Regions from separate parts of the Urocitellus parryii genome. Here region 2 is linked to region 1. Evidence: chromatin contacts called from public Hi-C data. All regions are on one chromosome and are shown on one strand. The core of a region is the stretch at or near the end of the contact, and the rest is flanking DNA. Distances in the headings are between cores, read along the strand shown.

What was found. Hi-C and Micro-C count contacts between places; a contact is called where the count stands out from the background.
Region 2: a Hi-C map of liver shows a contact between it and region 1, with 3 times the contacts expected there. The contact joins the promoter of Stk17a here to the promoter of Mrpl32 in region 1. A contact is called at or near these places in 2 of 2 Hi-C or Micro-C datasets (liver and muscle).

The regions. Positions count from the first base shown.
Region 1 is chr3:99,321,474-99,325,636 of mUroPar1.hap1, forward strand. Mrpl32 (mitochondrial ribosomal protein L32) reads left to right here and starts at 1,897. Exons shown (of 3, transcript XM_026410659.2): 1 at 1,897-2,059. The coding sequence starts at 1,924. It overlaps Psma2 (proteasome 20S subunit alpha 2), which reads right to left and starts at 1,724. Exons shown (of 8, transcript XM_026410655.2): 1 at 1,652-1,724. The coding sequence starts at 1,692.
Region 2 is chr3:99,894,754-99,898,916 of mUroPar1.hap1, forward strand. Stk17a (serine/threonine kinase 17a) reads left to right here and starts at 1,987. Exons shown (of 6, transcript XM_026410658.2): 1 at 1,987-2,340. The coding sequence starts at 2,138.

The DNA of each region.
Region 1 (4,163 bases), core at 647-3,146:
GGGGCGCTGGGTTTGATCCTCAGCACTACATACAAATAAATAAAGATGCTGTGTCCACAGAAAAATGAAAAATAAATATTAAAAAATTCTCTCTCTCTAAAAAAATAAATAAATAAATAAATAAAATTCAGGTCCTACCGGGGCAGTGGAGCACACCTGAAATTCCAGTGGCTCCAGAGGCTGAGGCACAAGGATAGCAACAAAGCCAGCCTCAGCAAAGGGGAAGAGCTAAGCAACAAAGTGAGATCCTGTCTCTAAATAAACCGCAAAACAGGGCTGGGGATGTGGCTTGGGGGGAGGGGTTGAGTGTCCCTAATTTCAATTCCCAATACAAAAAAAAAAAAAAAAAACACAAAAAACAAAAACTATTCAGTCCCTGATGAAATATAGCTGTTTTGTGCCTCAGCTCCACCAAAATTATCCTTAGAGATAAAGAATCTTGTGTGTTATATTCACATAAGTGAACAGTGGTTACCTTGCACATTTTAGTCTCTGTCAAGGTATATAACCCTTTAATTAAATTAATTTCATTCAAAGTTTGCCAAAACACTATTGCACCCTGACATACTGAAAACTGCCAAGAGGAAGACATTTTTTTTTTTTTAATTTTAGTAAGACAACATGCAATAAAAAGTGTATGTCCACTTAATTACTCAATAATGACCTTGGACAAGTTAATTTGTCCAAGTGTGGATAGCTCTTCAGTAACATGGTGAGATAACATTCATTACAGGTGGTAGGTAAAGCAATGGAGGAGGATTAAGTTGCACCAACACAGAAAGTATTCAACAAGTTAGATCCTCTGTGCCTTCAGTAGTCAGACAGGACAACTAAATGGGACATTACTGATCCTTAAGAAAATGGTCAAACTAGAATCCTTCCCTGGTCATTTTTAAAAATTCTTCAGTGATGGTTTTCTTACATTGGGTACGATGTTTCACCTCAACTGTATTTTGAGAATATTACTTTAATTCCCTGTTTTATAACAGAAAAAAACCTAAACTCTTTAAGCATTCCTCCGTACAAAACCAAAATGACCAAAACATATATTGTAGCCTAGTTATTTTGGGGCTCACAACAACCTAATTGATAGAAACATCAGCGCTTTCATTTTTTAGTCCTTACGCTTCTAATTGGGACACGGAAGAAACCGAAAGCATAAGTTTCAAGCCACTAGGGCCAAACTGTAACCAAGACTCCGGCCTAATCGTAAAGCCAAGATTCTTTTTTTTTAAAAAAAAAAAAATGCAACCCCACATGAGATTCCGAGTTTCAGGCACTCCTGCATGGGGCCTACTTTGGTCAAGAAGGAAATTCTGAATTCTGAACGGGTCACCAGGAGCAAGCTAACTCCTCCTTTTCTTGTATTCAAGGCGAAAGTGAATTCCTGCCTAGCAGCTTCCCGGTCCCATAATCTCCAGTTGTTCCCAGGTCCCCCAAAAGGGCTCCTAAGGCCTGCCGGAACCATGACTTTCGAGGCTTTCCCGTTCCCCAGCCGGCCCGGCAAATGACTTTGCAAAGCTGCATTTCCAACTCCACTTCCCATTGGACCCTCCGGAAATTCTAAGGCACAAGCCACTACAAATAAAGTGGGGTCGGGTAGTCTCCTGCAACCTTTGCTACGTGCAGGATCCTGGGGTCCCTTCAATACCTGAATGTAGTCAGCGAGAAGCTGTAACCGCGCTCCGCCATCTTTACCCGGAGAACCAAAGCACACTCGCGCACATGCGCACCGCGGTCGATTTCTTTCCATTTCCCCGCCCTCTTCCTTTCCTTCTTTTTCTCTGATTGGAGCAGAGTCAGAGCCACCTCAGGGGCATTCTGGGAGTTGTAGTTCTATAAGGTAGATTTGCCCGACTCTGGGTCTTTGTGCACATTCATAGGGGCAGGATCCAGCAGCCCAGTGAGTTCCGTTTTCCGGCAATGAAGATGGCGTCTGGCATGCTCCTGGTTGTGGTGCCTCCGTGGCCCGCTGCACGGGGGCTGCTCCGAAACTGCTGGGAGCTTCTGCAGCGAAAACTTCAAAAGAGCTGGCCAGGGTATCCAGCTCCTCCGTGGGGTAGGTAAAGAAAGGCTCCGTAGGAAGTGGATCAATGAGGAGACCCAGGCTGCTTGGTAGACACAGTTCCTGGTTTTTGTCCTTGGCCTTTCTCATTCCCGGAGGCGCATAGGGGGACGTGGTTCCTTACTTTAGCCAGGAAACCATAGCAGCTATTTGTGCACATCGAGCAAATAAATAAATTTTCTGTTCTTGTCCATTCTTATGTAGATTGTTACCCAAGCGCCTTAGCTTGTTAAGGATTAGCACAGCCAAATTTTGTTAAAATGCTGAAAACAGATGCTTTCGAGTAATTTCTGAAGGAAGAAAGAACTGAGTTTCATTCCAATTTACAGAGGTGATACAGGCGTTTTAAAAGGAGAATGGAGGCAAGTGAGTCGGAAGAGTAAGAGAAGTGAAATGGAGCGAGGGGCTGGTTGGTCATTGTAAGTGGGATTAGTACAGCTGTGTCTGCTAGCTCGCAGGTATCCAAGGTAGAGTTCTGTTCGCACATAAGAGACCGAGAGACAGAAGCCTTCTTGATCATTGATTATATTCCAAAGGAATGGCCTTGGGTTCTTGAGAGAGATGCTTTGGAGGTGAAAGTGATATGTCTTTACAATTGTAATTCCTTTTTAGTAGATCCTGTAAGATAAGGAATTCAGGTGCCTATTCAGGTGTGTATTGGCTAGACCAAAAATAAAGTTTCCTGTTAGCGTGAAACTTTCTCAGGCTTAAACTTTAAGGAGAGCTGAGGTCATCCCAGGGACATGACCTTATGTTGCCAGAAGTGGTGCTAGAGTTCTGTTAAGTCTCATTTGTCCAGGAGTTTTAGAGTTGTCCTGTGTGTATACTTAAGCAGTTCTCAGTTGGCACTATGGCTGGCCACTGCGGATCCCAATTGTCTTTTCTTTCAGTTCCATTGTCCACAGGATGCAACTTGTTCTTCTCTGTGGTGCTTGAGCTCTGTGCAGATTAATTCTGATTCCTTGTATTCGTTGAGGAACGAGTTTTAATTGAAAATATTTTGGATGTTAAAACTGTTATTGCTTTGACATTTACTAAATATCCCCAAAGTGATAATACCTAGGCAATCTAAACAGATATAGACCAAGAAAATATGTACTACAATATACCAAACACTGGGCTAAGTACATTTTCACCAACCACTTCCTGGGATAAGCTTCTCAACAATCCCATAAATTTTCACCACTTTTCAACTGAAGAAATAGACTTAGAAAAATCTCAGCGTCCCACAGACAGTCCAGATTCTGCGTTATTAACCACTGGGCCATGCTTAGCAATACTTTTAGATCTATTGAAAAAGAATATCAGTTGTTAAATGTAGAGATTTTTATGTACTTTTAAGAGTTCTTAAAAAACAAAAGTAGTGTTGTAAATCTCAAGAATAGCCAAGAAGGAGTAAAGGAATCTCTTTGATTTTTATAAGCAATTTAGAAAAACAAAAATGAGACATTGATAATCACAAATAAAAATATACAAAGAAATGGTGAGCTGTCTTTTCCATAGTGATCAGACAGGAGTCAAGATTAAATATTATTGAAGAACTTAGAGATTTGAGGAACTTACCATGTGATTTGATAAATGAACTAATTTTAAGAGGCTAGTACACAGTTATCCCAGTGCAGGTCAGAAGTGCATTTAGTCAATTTTAATCAGATCTATGTGTACATTAATTACTTAGCTGCCCACCAAGTAAAATGTGGACAATTGAGTGATTTTGTTTCTTCTTCTTTTTTTTTCTTTTTGAAGTTAGGCACCTGTCATTCTTTTATTCATGTTTACTACTAAATTCCTGAGTTCTATACTACATGAGATGAGAAACTCTTGATGTAATTTCTCTTAACTCATTTCCGCAGTTTTCATTAAAATAAATTTCTATTTGTGTTCTTTTAGTTATCCTTTCTTTATTAGCTTTAATTCTATATATTTTACTAGCTAAGGTTTCATGTTAAATTTCTATTGAACATTCTAAACTATCAGTATGTCTACACATGTTTGTGTTGATTAACATATCACAGTTGGTTAGCAAGGATAGTGATATCTGTAAATAGTCTCTTAGGAGCTAGAAACTGATTTTGTATCTCCATGTTTTATTTTATAG
Region 2 (4,163 bases), core at 737-3,236, 570 kb after region 1:
AAATTTAATTGTCTTTGTAAAATTTATTAATTTTCATTCTTTCCAGTTGACCCTTTTGGATATTCTAGAGGAGTACTTGAATTGCAGATATTTAACAATCTGTTCCTTCCTGACCATTTAAACTCTTCCTTTTCAGTATTAATGCCACTTTAGTCTTATTACATTATTTAGGTTCTCTGCTGAACACTGAATAGAAGTGGTAAGAGCTGGTGTCTTTACTATGCCCAGATTCCAAGAGTAATTCTTCTGTAGGTTTTGAGAGAGATCTTACTAAGTTTGGGAAATACTTTTCTCTTTCTAGGTTGTTAATTTTTAAAATTAATCATGAATGGGCATCAAATAGTATACAATGTTGTTCCAATATTTTTATCATCATAGATGAGAAGCAAACTAATTAATTTTCATGCATTTGTGATTTTATAGGGCTTCTGACTGTGGTTGTTATATATCAAAATGATAGGTAACATTTTGTTTCTTGATTAATTCCACCAAAATTATAGAATAGATTTTATAGAATTTTAATCCTTTAAAATTGTTGAGATATGCTTTATGAGCCAGTATATGATCAATAAATATTCTCCTTACATCAAAAGAAAATGTATTCTGCAGCGTTGTGTATATATGTATGTGTGTATTTCAGTTATGTCAGTTTTCTTGATTGTATTGTTCAAAACTTGTATATCCTTCCTATTTTTGTCTTCTTGTTCTATCATTTACAGAGAGGGGTAAGTTACCAGTACAAAAAAAAAAAAAAAAACTAGTTTTGGAGTGTGGATTTGTATATTTCTTCTTTTAGTCCTGTATTTTGGGTTTGTATATTTCAGTGCTATACTTTTAAGATTATACAAATTTATAATTATTACAGTGTTTGGGGGTTGATGCTTTCATCACAAAGAATTTTTATTTCTAATAATACTTCTTGCTTCAAAATTCACTTTGTCGGACTGGGGATGTGGCTGAGCTGTAGAGCACTCACCTAGCACATGTGAGGCCCTGGGTTTGATCCTCAGTACCATATTAAAAATAAATAAAATAAAGGTATTGCATCCAACTACAACTAAAAAATAAAATATTTTTTTAAAATTCACTTTGTCTTATATTTTTATAGCTATATCAGCTTTCAATTAGGTACCATTCATATGACATAATTCTTTGCATTCTTTTTATTTCAACATTTATATTGCCTTTAAAGGTATCTCTTAGAAGCAACATTATAGTTGAGATTATTTTTAATGTTATGTACAAACTTTAACTTTTAATTGGGAGGTACATAGATTCCATTTATATTTAATGTTATTGTAATTTTTAAAACTTTAAATTTGCCATCTGTTTCTGTTAGTCAATTCCTTATCTGTTTATTGCTCCTATGGATTAAATATTTTCATTATTTTATTTGACATCTTACTAGCTTGTTATTAATTTTTCTATTATTTTAACTCTTACTCTAGAGATTATAATTTTCATTCTTGATTATTAAAAGTATTTTTCTCAATTCTCACACAATGCTAGAACATTTTAATTCCAATTACTCTTTTCTACTTTTTGTTCTATTATTGTATATATTTTAGTTCTCTGATTTAAACCCCACATGACATTATTTTGTCCTTTCATATGTTTAATATTTATTCATATCTGGCCACGTATCAACCCTTTTTATTTTTCCTTATTCCTTTAGGTATCTCTATGATTTCATTTCTTGGACCTTTCTTTCCCTTGACCCAGAGTCAGCTTTGGAACTCCCAGATGCTCAACAGGTGCTCAACACAGCTGACACACTCGGTCCTCCTAACCAAAGGGAGGCGCTGTGCATTGCCTTCATGCCGCCCAGACAGCCCGTCAGGCTGCACCTTCTCTTTCTCGGCTGCAGAGGGCGCGCATGAGGCATCGGGCGCTCAGGACCCCACGGGAGATCGCCGAGGGGCGGGGCCTGTGGGGTGGGCGAGGCCTGCGAGAGGGGCAGAGTCGGGTGCGGGGCGGAGCTGACCGGAACCTGCCGGCCGCAGTCCTAGCTCCGCATCGGGTAGAGCGTGTGTCTGAAGACTCCACGGATCGCCACGAGGCAGCCGAAGGCGGGCCCGTTACCCGCCGGCTACCGGGAGCGAGCTGAGCGGCAGAAAAGGAAGAACGCCCGAGCACCATGATCCCTCTGGAGAAGCCGGGCAGCGGCGGCTCCTCCTTGGCTGCCACCTCAGGCTCGGGCCAGGCGAGTCGGAGTCAGAGCGCGCCGCGCCGGCTGCCGCCGCCCCAAACCCGCGGGCTGCTGACAGAGATCCGCGCTGCCGTGCGCACTGAGCCTTTCCAGGACGGCTACACCTTGAGCCCTGGCCGAGAGCTGGGCAGGTAAGGGCTGGAGGGGGGCCGGGGAGCGGGACGACCTCGGCCGGGTGCAGAGCCTCCAGGTACTCGCCGATAAGTACCGCGGCTGGAAGTGGCGTTAAGCACCGATAACGCGCTTGGTGACTTGGCACAAACTTAGGGGCTGGCGGCGACTAGGGCGGCAGAGTCGCTGCCCTCCGCAGAGCTGGTGTGAGCTCCGCAAGCGACTAGCTGCTGGCCATCGGAGCAAAGTACGAAAGAGCGAGGTATTCGTTGCCTCTGGTTACCGCGAACCTTGACGCCTTCCTCTGCTCACGCCTTTTCACCATCTGTAATGATTTAAATGGTAATTTAGCGAGATTAGTGTGTGAACCACACTGCAGATCTGAAATAAAACTAGAGGCTTATGAAGTCAGCTTTGGTTTTGCCTTTAGACTTTTCCGGATTTCTCCACCGCTCTCTGTGGCCTTCATGAACTGCAGCATCAGTAGTGACAGCTTCCTTTGCACCGGTTGCTGTATTAACTTCAGCCGCCTTCTGCTGCCTTCATCGTTTTCCTTTTCGTGGTTGGTTTTGTGCCTTTTTTGTTGTTGTTGTTCTAAAATATTTCGGTAATTCAGATAAGTTTCATCTGTAGGGTCTTGACCCTTTTATCACTCTTTCTACTTTTCTGTGAGCCGACTCTTGCCTGCCCTGCTCTTTATGGGGGTTAGGAAGAACTTAGATTTCTTTTTTCCTTTCCTTTTTTTTTTTTTTTTAATTGTTAAAGCGAAGCCTGTTTGGATGCTTTACATTTTGTTTGTTTAAGAAGAGTGATATAGCGATTTCTATGGGGTTTTTGAGACTCTTCTTTTGAGACAGTTTAGAGAAATTGTTGGAGGTCAGACCTGAGTTCAATATGCCTTGCCCTTCCTCATGAGTTTGCCTTTGGGTGGATGATTTAAGACTCCTCGGCCTCACTTTTCTCATCAATAAACCGGAATAACGACAGTACTTACCTCATGGAGATGTTGTGAAGATACAGTGCCTGGAAAGTGCATACCACTGGGCCTGGCACATAGCGTTCATGTTCACCTTTATTGCAAGCCTGTGAATGGTTGCAAAATACCTCCATGTTGTAATGGGAAAGGCCCTGACAGTTAGGATAGCCTTCAGCTGGGGTCTTGGAAAAGGAATTGGTCACAAATTATTAAAAAGGCACAGCTTTACAAATATTAAGATAACTTTTCAGAATATTTTTTTGCCTTAACATCCCAGTGTTAACAAAAGGAAAATACCTTTCAGGAACAAATTTTCTTTCACTGTGCTAGACACTAATTGACTGGTTCAGTGTACACTATAATTATGATACTAAGAGAACAGCTACTGGCTGAGCGAGGTATTTCTAATTTATTGAAATTCCATACAATCTGAAGTAACCTCAATAACATAAAAAAAAAAGAAAACTAAATTTTCCATTATTGGCATGAGTTGTCTGCAAATGTTTAAGATGTCAAGCAATGTCTTGTACATTTAATTACAAATAATTTAATCTTAAAAACTGATTTGCACCCTATCAGGTGTCATGGAACTAATTCCTCCAGGAATGTTTCTTTCAATCTTTGTGTTAAGCCCTATTATAAAATCAGATTGCCTCCAAGGGTTTTTTATTTTAGGTTGTGATGACTTCTGCTTACTTTTGCCTATATAGGTGTGTATATTTCTTTTTTTCTTTTTCTTTTTTCTTTTTTTTTTTTTTTTGTAGTTGTAGATGACCAGCAAGCCTTTATTTTGTTTGTTTATATGTGGTGCTAAGGATCGAACCCAGTGCCGCACATTTGCTAGGCAAGCACTCTGCCACTGAGCTA